2 separate regions of the Mus musculus genome follow, and region 1 is linked to region 2. A link is a contact called in public Hi-C data. All regions are on one chromosome and are shown on one strand. The core of a region is the stretch at or near the end of the contact, and the rest is flanking DNA. Distances in the headings are between cores, read along the strand shown.

The links. Hi-C and Micro-C count contacts between places; a contact is called where the count stands out from the background.
Region 1: a contact with region 2 is called in a Hi-C map of bone marrow-derived macrophages, with 2.3 times the contacts expected there. The contact joins two enhancer-like sites. A contact is called at or near these places in 1 of 484 Hi-C or Micro-C datasets (bone marrow-derived macrophages) and 1 of 9 other capture datasets (embryonic stem cells).

The regions. Positions count from the first base shown.
Region 1 is chr12:35,334,817-35,339,832 of GRCm38.p6, reverse strand. No RefSeq gene overlaps it. Among named protein-coding and RNA genes, the nearest start is that of Gm26071, 100 kb to the left of the region's middle. Within about 2 kb of position 1,397, at least 32 of the 459 cell types and tissues checked have an H3K27ac peak or open chromatin away from gene starts, as enhancers often do. A contact at or near this core is called in bone marrow-derived macrophages, where this site is marked.
Region 2 is chr12:35,263,012-35,268,498 of GRCm38.p6, reverse strand. No RefSeq gene overlaps it. Among named protein-coding and RNA genes, the nearest start is that of Mir680-3, 71 kb to the right of the region's middle. Within about 2 kb of position 1,283, at least 20 of the 459 cell types and tissues checked have an H3K27ac peak or open chromatin away from gene starts, as enhancers often do. A contact at or near this core is called in bone marrow-derived macrophages, where this site is marked.

The DNA.
Region 1 (5,016 bases), core at 148-2,647, 71 kb before region 2:
GTGTCACACAATATACCCTTTTGTCCACACAGTTCTACCTGCCAATGGTCATTGCAATGAGTCTGGCTTAAGGCCTCTGGCTTCTGCTACACTATCATTACCAGATCCTCACAGGACACTCTTGGATATCCTGTTGCTGCCCTGTGACATGTTGGTCTTGCAGCTTTCGATCTACAGAACCAGTCCCTTTACGAGTTCCAACAGCCCATGGGTGGTGTAGATGCTGGAGTAGGCCAGCTCAAAGCCCTGCATCTGGACCTGGGTGGTAGCTGAGTTTGTCATCCTCCCAGCTATCCTCACCCATGAACTAGGGTCAGCTTTCCCTTGCTGCCCAGCTGACCAGCCAGCTCTCCTTACTATCATGTCTGGTGAGGGGGCAGGACCAGCTCAGCATAGTTGTCAGATATCAATATAGCCAACCCAGCCCGGGATGTCTCCATGGCTTGTGGTGGTAACATGGGCTGTGGACATCAACATAGACATCTGCTGTAATAGGGCCATAGACTCAGACATAGCCCTTGGCGACAGCATGGAAGAGCTATCACCAATGGCCTCAGGTGGCAGCATAAGCCTATCACATCAGCCTGTTCCTCTGTGGTGTGTTGCTGTAGTGTCTCCAGGTCCTCCTCTCTTCACAGTGCATGAAGCATCCCACTTCTCTTTCTCTCTCATCTCTCCACCACCTTCTTGCTCATCTTAGTTGGCCTTTCCTTTCTTACTTTTTTCTAATCTTCAATTTTCCCTTCCCCTCTACAGCTTTGCTTTTCCCTCTGATTCCCTGTTCATTTATTTAGCCCTTTTACTCCTCTTTCCTGGCTCCTTCATTTTGTGCACTTACTACTTCTACAGTTACCTTAAATAGTGTTTAACTTCTGAGCCTCCTCTAGAGTAGTTTTCTGCATTCTGTTTCCACAGTAGTTAGTGATACACTGATTGTTAGGCCCTATTTGGCCTTCGTTTGGGCCTTGAGGACAAACCCAAGCCTGGCTTCATTTTTGAGAATGACTCAGCACAACCTACCAACCTGAATTTTGAGATTGCCTCTGCCTAGCTACTGCTGATGTATCATTCTCTTATAGGTCCTGTGAGATCACCCCACACCCTTCGTCATCTCACTCCACCCCATATGTCATCTCAGCCCATACTTCTATCACCACCTCCTTGACCTGCCACATTCAAGCGAGTTCCTGCTTTGACAAGACTCCCAGCCTGGGTATGTTTGTTTTGAACCATGGACACTCACCATCCTGCTCAGACCTGGAGAAACTTGGCTGGACCAGGGTTCTCTCCTCTTGCCTGGACCTGCCAGCAGAGAGCTGACAACTGATGCACTATAGTTCATTCTAGTTGTGTTTCTTTATCATGCATAGGCTGTTGCTTTCTACACAGCATCAGCTTATCTCTTCCTTATTTAGTGGTCATGGATATGGAAACGTCATAACTAAGTCACTCAATAACCATCCCCTTTCTGAGAAAAGGGGAAACAACCAAACCACAAATCTCAAGAGCCATGCAAGAAAGATGAAGAATGCAGCATCATGACTCTCTGAAAGGACTGAATCCAAAGATAATGAAATAGGTAGGGATCCATACAAAAATTCCTAAAGTTTTATATAAATAATCAATTATATAAATGAGGATTTTCAAAGGAGATGGATCCAATCTAGGATGCTGAGTGAGAAGCCAGACACACACAGGAAAGAGTCAGCAAAACAGATGAGGAAATTAACAATATTGGGTTCAGAAGTCATCAACTGATTCAGCAAGAATATTAAGACTTGAAAAGTAAAGGAAATCCAATAGAAATGGTATAATGAGAATACCCAATGTATCCCCTATAAAGCACAGTGGAAGAGATGGAGAGAAGACTCAGCAAAGATTTAGATGACCTGCTGCTCCTCTAGAAGACCCAAGTTCCATTACTCACATCAGGTACTTCACTCCATGGGGTTCAATACTCTCTGTGGGCACCTGCACACACATGGTACACTTACAAAGGAAAAATTCTTTGCAGGCCTTGAAAGTACAAGCCTCAACTTCATATAGATAAACAAAAAACCAAGGATTTCTAAACAATCCTGAACAATGAAAGAACTGCTGAAGATATCACCACCATCCTTGATTTCAAGTTGTATTACAAAGCTATAGTAATAACGCCCACATGGTATTGGCATAAAAACATGTACATTAATCAATGTAATCAAACTGAAAATCCAGACATATATCCACACACATATGGATACCTGAATTTATATAAAGAAGCCAGAAATACACAATGGAAAAAAAAGCATCCTTCACAAAAGATGTTGGTCAAACTAAAGTCTGTATATAGAAGAATGCAAATGGATTCATATTTATCACCTGCACATAACTCAAGTTCAAGTGGATCAAAGACCTCAACATAAAACCAGACTCATTGAACCTGATAGAAGAGAAAGTGGGGAACAGTCTTGAAATCACTGGCACAGGAGATGACTTTCTGAACAGAATACCAATAGTGCAGGCAAGCCTTTGACCTACAGTCCATCCTGCCTACAAGATGTGCTGGAGCAAGTTGGTGGGCAAGAGCTTGTGAGAGTGAGCAAACAATGACTAATGTAGCTTAAGACCCAATCCACAAGACTATAGGAGTCAGGGAATGGAGGACATCAGACCACAGACTATTGAATCAAATATGCAGAGCATATATGGCTCACAGAGACTGAAGTGGTAAGCACAGGGTCTGCAGGAGTCTGCACCAGGTCGTCTGCATATACGTTGTAAATGTTAGCTTGGTGCTTTTGTGGAATACCTTATCACAGGAGCAGGTGTGTCTCTGCCTCCTTGGCTTCTTTTCCTTCCTGGCCTTGCCCAGCCTTGGTTTGAGGGCCTTTTGCCTTGGCTTGCTGTGATGTTTTATTGTATTTGGTTGTTGTCTCTTGGAGGACTGCTCTTTTCTGAAAGGAGTAGGGTGAGTGGATCTGGAGGAGACGGGAAGTGGAGGGAGGAAGCTGGAAAGAGTGGAGGGATAGAAAACTGTAGTCATGATGTATGAGAGATGACTCTATTGTCAATGAATTTAATTAATTAGTGATTAGTTAATTAATTAAAATAAACTCAAGAACAAGCCTTGAAAAAATGAAATTTAAATAACAAATTGTTAAAGATTATTTTAAATCTACTTTGGGAGACAGGACTTTATGCAGGTGTGTCAATTATTTTACTAGCAAAGCTATAGCCTAGCTCCTATTTAGATTCTTTTTCAAACCTCTACACTGACTTTCATTGTGGCTGCCCAAGTCTACATTGCACCATCAGTATATATGAGTTCCTCTTTATCTAGATCCTGGGCAGTGTTGTGGTCCTTTGTCTTCTTGTGAGCTACTCTGACTGATGAGACAGAAGCTCACTGTAGTTTCAGTGTGCATGCCCCTGTTGGTTAAGTATTTTGTCCAATTTCTCAAATACTAATTAGTAACTTGTATTTCTTCCTTTGAGAATTAAATACTCAACTCAGAAGCCCATTTGTTGATTGGATCACTTATCAATGTAGTGATTTATTTTTGAGATAAGTTTTAGACATTAGTATCCTGTTGGATGTAGAGTTGGGAATAATTGTTTTGCCATTCTAAAGGTTGTTTATACTCATTCTACTGGTTGTTCCCCTGTCTGTTCTATTTTCAGTTCTCAAAATTAATTCCTGTGCTGTGCAGTCATTTCAGAAAGCCCTTGCATATGCCTATATCTTGATGTGTATCACCTTTGGTTTCCTTTGGTACAGTGGTTCTCAACCTGTGGACCATGACCTCTTTGAGGTTTAAATGATGCTTTCATAGGGGTTGGTTATCATATATCCAGCATGAGAGATATTTTCATTACAATTCATAACAGTAGCAAAATTATAAATACGATGTAGTAACAAAAATAACTTTGTGATTGGTGGTCACAACAACATGATGAACTGAAGAAGGTTGAGAACTGTTCCCCTAGTGGAGTTCAGGAATCTCATTTAGGTTCTTAATCTATTTTGAACTGACTTTTTTAAAGAATAAGGGCGATAGATTTTTGTATACATTTTAAAGAAAATATTGTCTTACAGACTTCAAATAGCTTATAGTTGTGTCCAAAATATAATCTTTCTTTTTCTTGATACTTTGTGTGTTTGGAGATTTGGGGTTGGGGTGAATATGTCAGTGTTCTGGAGGAGAAGACAGAGGGGGGCTTGTGGGAGTTGGTTCTTTCTTTCCACTATGTATCCAGGGATAGAACCCAAGTTATTAGTCTTGATGGCAAGCATCTCTACACACTGAGCCATCTGAGCAGCCATTGTAACAACTCTTAGGTACTAATGGCATTGCCATTTGATAATCTTTTAAACAGTAAAGAGCAAATGATTTCATCAAAAAAAAATATAGACGGTAATGTTGAAAGAAGCCATCACGCTGTATAGGCAACCTGGAGAAGCTTTGCTTCTTATAAAATTATTAGATTATTTTTTTCTTTAATTTCATGGAGAAATCAAGCAGTTAAAAATAGTAGTAGAATCAAGATAATCTAAACTGACACTACATTGACATTGTCTTTAAGTGTGCAGGTTAGATTCCAACAGAAACTATAACCAACAGTGGCTGCTGCAGTGATTAGTAGCATGATACATTACAGTAATGAGCAGTACTCCCTGCTTATTTAAGATCATGTAAAAACCAAATGTTATCAGACACTGTAAGTATTATTACAAAAAGGGGGACCCAAACAAATTAACTGAAAAAGAAAAGAAGTGAGCCTGTCATGAAATCAAGGAGGTATTTCCGTTGACATAGAAAAAGGTGTCTGGTTTGTGTTCTAAATCACAAAAATGAGCTGCGTAGTCACCAGGCATTTAAGTGCTGCACTCTCTGAAGCATTTCAAGGGCTTGCCAACAATAGCACCACCTTCACCTCCACAAAGCTTTTCTGTTTGTGTGGGGTATTTTCATGGTCAGATGCCCAATTAATCTGCAACGGCTGAGATTTGAGAAGCCCGTATGTCTCAACTGC
Region 2 (5,487 bases), core at 34-2,533:
GAAAATTAAAACTACTAGTTATAAAAAAAATCGTTTTAAATTTATGAAAGAATAAAACTTTTCTCCTCAAGTCTGTGGGGTATGATGTACTATGTGGTGTAGCTAGGAGCTCCACAGACTACACTGAAAGCAAGACAAGTACACAGAAGACAAAGATTCTCAGTACAACCCAGTACACTCTGCAGGAGAGAGATTCTAGTTAAGATGGGGTGCTCTTAACCAAGTGAGTCATTTAAGGGCAGCTCTGCATTCTGCAGCCAGATGGAGCCAAAATTAATCCCAGGTCGAGGAAAAGCGGGAGCCAAGACATGAGGTCCAGTTACTGTGAATTTGGGACCAGACTGTGGGGGTTACTGGTGACTTCTCCTCAGGGTCCAGTTCTCTAAACTCATAACTTATCTGGGACAATGGGCTGTTTTTCTCACTGCCAAGAACAACTCTTCCTAAACAGTGAGCTGGGTTTTTTTTTTTTTAAATCATGGTTTGGATATTTTAACATAATTTTCTGGCATATCATTAATTGATTGTAATACATTGCTCTGTGGTTTCCATCTATTTGAATGCTAATTGTACTAAAAGTAAGAAAAAGAAGAAAAATGCCTAACTATGCAGGATCATTACATTGAAGGAGGGAACTTGGAAAGTTACAGGTTAGCACATAATAATAAAGAATTTAAAGAGGGGAGAGAGATGAAGTGTCTAATTTATGATTATTTGAAATCTTACAGATCATTAGAATACATACTAATTTAATCGTGAAAATTTCAATGCAGGTACCATTATGTTCTCCTCTTTAGATGTGAGGAAACTGAGACACAGAGTAAAGACTTGTCCCATCAACAGCAAAGCCAGGACTGGCTCTCTGCCTGGTGGATGTAGACTTATGTATCTGGTTATTAACCACTGCTTTCTAGCCCTCCCAATGCAGACACCAGCTGAGTCAAAGGCAGAATGGAGGTTCCAGATTCCAAATTCTCAGTCCTTTCCGCCACAAAGTATCTGTTTATCCTCAGCCTGTGCAGGATTTCATCACCGCATCTCTGAGGCAGCTGGCTATCTTTGTAACAGAATTCTTCTTCCTTTACTCCTCACAATTTAGAGTGGTGTTCCCCGGTTTCACAGATGGAAAATTTTCTCCCAACTACACTCATTTTACAAACCACTACAACCAAAGCACCAGGGGTTAAAACCACAACAAAAAAAGCCTCAGCAACATGCATCTCTTCCACAAGGAGGGAGAGAGAATGCCAGCCGCCAGCCACCAGCCACATGTGACTTCTGCTTTCCTTTGTCCTGACAATGAGTAGCTAGAAGGCAAGCTGACAGCAGGCATCTGTGCAACTCATTTTCAGAACAAACACTGGGTACGGGTTAACTTTATGACCATCTCCCTGTTGAGGGGGCCAATGCTAAGGAAGACAGGAGACCTTCGGCACATTCCTTGCTGGAGCCTGCTGTTTCATCCTTGCTTAACAGGATATTGAAGAGAATGCTTCCTGGAATGGGTATCTAGGCTCTATAGTTGAAAAGAGTAGTATTAATATTTAGAGAAAATACCGCCATCTGTCATGACTTAAGAGGCAGCAAATGCAAGATTCCTACAGTCAGTCTCAGCAAAAAGGAACTGTCTCAGCCTTAACTGGACTCCAACATCAGCCCGGGGCTTGCCACACTACCGATACCTGGGGCCTGCCTCCCTGAGAGATCTTTAGCTCATCTCTGATGCCATCTTGGGAAATGTGATACTTTTGAGCATCCCAGTTCAATCACAGGAATGATTGCAAGGATTACTTGGAAAAGGGAAGAGGGTGGGAAACATGGAAGGCTGTGTTGGTATTCTTCTCTGGATGGTTTGATAACTAGGAAGGCATTTTGGGTTCCAGGAGGAATTTCTACAAGGAAGGATGCTATCTGCAGTTATCAACAGCCATGGGGCTAAAAGGAATGGGAGTATATGGAAAGGGAAGCTATGTTCCTAAAACCTAAGTGGACTGTGCAGAAGTTCACTGTTTTCTGCTGCTTTCCATGGTCATTTATGCAAGCAGGCTGCTTACCAGGGGCTGACCAAACTCTAGTTAGTGGCTGCAAGAGGCTATAGCTGAAAGACTGTTTGTGGAGCCAACATACAATAGCCAGTAGAAGTTAAATCATTGAAGTGTCCTAACTTATATTTGACATATCATATAGGTCATTTGTATTCCAGCTTTCCTGGTTGCAGGCAGTTTACTGAGCAGGACTCAGGCACTGTCCTCACACACTCTCTTTAATTCCTCCTTATCCATTTAAGAGAAGAGAGTTTGAAAAATCCACATCCTCAACTTCACTTCAGTTTTATGCCTCAAATATTATTCAGTTCTGATTCAGGATCCCATGCTTGCCCAGTTGAACCGTAAAATTTGTAATTACAGAATTATAAAGTAAAGGAAGTGTTTGGGAAACAGAACTCATGTTTGTCTGTAACTTGGGATGTGCTTGGCAGAGACAGGACTTATTTTATTTCCGTATCAAGCCTGTTACTGTCAGGGAAGAAAATGAGCTGCATGAATCACAGCTTTCATGCTTACTGAATTGGGTCCCATCTTTCAAAGTATTTTAATAAGCCTGCTTCCTCCTAAAATGCTTTTGCTGTCCCCAACATTAGGTAAGAAGACAGCAAGGAAAATCCATCATTTCCCAGCAGCTAAGCTGGAATCCAGGCTTCAATTCCTAGCTACCTACTCCCGCAGGCCTTGGCTCTGCATCCGGTGCTTCCTGTGAGCTTTGCCCTTCTCTGCCAGGTTCACATGTCTTCACCTTCCAGTCAGCTAAAATGCCAGGCCTAATATGTACTAAGGTCAAAGAGGAAGCCACATCGGAACAAAAGATAACTCTGAAGGTTTGGTAGATGTTAAAATACTCTTGGTATAAGTTAACTTGGTATAAGTTAAGTTTGATTTAATAAAAAGCATGTGAGCACTAACATCTTTAAACAGAATTCACTGGTCCTGAAGTATAAAGCAAGCCCACTTAGCAGGAAACAGTCTGCCAACTCGCAGATATTTAAGCATCTGAGAGTCTCTGTGTATTAGGTTAAAGAAGCCACTGAGTGCAGTTCAGGCCCTGCCTCTGGAGTCCAGACAATGGACTCCTGGGAAGAGCTCCCCTAAAGACCTTGAACTTTGTTACTATGACATCAGTTCGCTCTCTGCTGTTTGAAACAGAAAGGACTAAACTGTGTTTTTCTAAAAACTGATCCTCCACAAAACTTCTACAGCTTGAGATAACAGAGTCCAGAGTGGAAGTCAGATTCAACTCAAGTCAGCTCCACCCATAGCACTAAGAATTTGGTTGTCCAGCACAACCTCAAAATGGCCTCCAAAACCAATGAGGGCCTCAGAGGGTTATTCTGAGATTATGCCCCAGGTCAGTGCTTTGATCTAGAAACTCGCAAGCATTCATTTGTTTTTCTGATCACACATTCTTCACAGGAGGAAGTTGTGCCATCAATGTTCCATGGGAAAAAAAAAAGAAAGAAAAAGCAAGAAAACATGGTTATAGTGAAGGGTAGAGGGAATTTGGAGGTAGAAAGGGCAATTGTATTAACATCTGATTCCATACAAGTGGAAGAGTTTTGGGAAATCCTGCTACTTGAGGTCTCAGTCTACTATGTCTGATAGCTCTTTGGAGCTAGGCACAAAATGGAAGACTCCCTTTTCTAGCAGGGCTTCCCCTTCCTAACTTTATCTGGGGGAGACCTACCCCCAAACCCTTTACCTTCAAGTTCAACTTCTTTCCTGATAAGAACTCACCCAGCAAGTACCTGGGATTCCTGGAATGCCTCTCCATGCAAAGGAGGCACTCCCAGTATTTTAAACCCCAGCTAATGATTTACATCCACCATGAAAACTCCTTCTTACTCTCCAAAGTTCATGCATAGTCTTTGCTCACCCCAAATAAAGTGTCCATCAAGAAACTATTTCACTGAAGGTCATCTAAGAGAGCTGCTTCATTGAATATTATCTAAGAGAGCTGAGCACTAAAACCTTTCTGGAAACAGTACTCACTCCCAGGCAGCTCACTCTCAGCAGGTATCTTGCAGACCCCACCCATTCCCATCTCCTCTTCATCCTTCCAGCCTAGTGTGCAGGGGCAAGCTAGACATCCTCAAGAGGAAAGCAGACTCAGAATCATAGAAGAAACATAGCCTAAGGGAAGAAAGCTACAGTGTTCACTGGGATCAGAGCTACAATAGAGAAAGAACTACAAGAGTCAATGCACCAAGAACTTGCCTCCTCTTCTGGTCTCCATTGACCTCTTGTGCCTGCCCACCTTTTCCTTGATCTGTGGGCTTCCCACAGAAGTTGTCCTCCTCTACTAGCAGGAGACATGGCTGCCAGCAGCCCACAGACACAGGGAAAGTGCTTATTGGCTTAGTCTACATCCCATGCTGAAGTTAATTTACTGCGAGACCCTGGGGCCAGGGTAGGGAAGATAGCCTCACCTGCCCCACATGTACAGCTAAAGAGAGTGAACTTGTATAGAGAGAAAGCTTAGCAAAAGCTGGCTAAGCAGACTACTGTTAAGTAAAGTAGACTCTCCTTTCACAATCTTCTAGATCAACTAATACACTGGAGGTTTTTAGGCATGTATCTACCCTGGGACGGCAATTAATGAATGGTTTTCCTCCTTAACAGTCGTCCTTTAAAGCCTGTCTTATTTCCTCCCAAGACCTCTTCACTCAAAACTCCTCCAAAGTCCTAACTGCTTTCAAATAAGCAGAAGAAGTTTTGTTACATTTCTAAAAAATAAATATAAATTAAATCTATTTTATTCTATAATTAAGGGATTTGCCCATCTTATCTTTAAAAATACTGTAAATTATTCATCAGGCTTAAGTTACATCTCTAAGTAGCTGACCGAGTCATTATACTCTCCATCTATAACTAATATAGTTAGTTATATTATTAAATAAGTAATTCCATGATAACATTATTCAAAAAGTGATTGTAATCTTAAGCAAACCGTGTCAACCTTGAAATATCGAACTACTCCCATAGTGAAGACTACAAAAGATAAAAGACTAGGATGAGACTACCACAACTTAACATCATTATGTTATATGTGTGAATATTTTGCCTGCAGGTTTGCCTGTGCATCATTTGCATGCCTGGTACCAACAGAAGCCAGAAGCATTGAAGACCTTAGGACTGGAGTTGTGAGCTGCCACGTAGGTACTGATAACTGAACTTGTTTCTCGGGAAGAGCAGCCAGTGTCCATAACTCCATCTGTCAAATGCCCTACTTTTGTTTTCCTTTCCTCATAGTGTTCAACTGATTTGAATTGATCTTCTTAGCCAACCACAGTATTGGTCAACTGCTTTGACTCATTAGCCTAACTCCTGCATGTTTATGCATCTTAACTGACCTTGTGTAGTAGTTAATTTTGTATGTTATTTTGGCTGGGCATGAAGTATAAGTCTAGATTGAACCTTATTTTTTGGTTGTGTG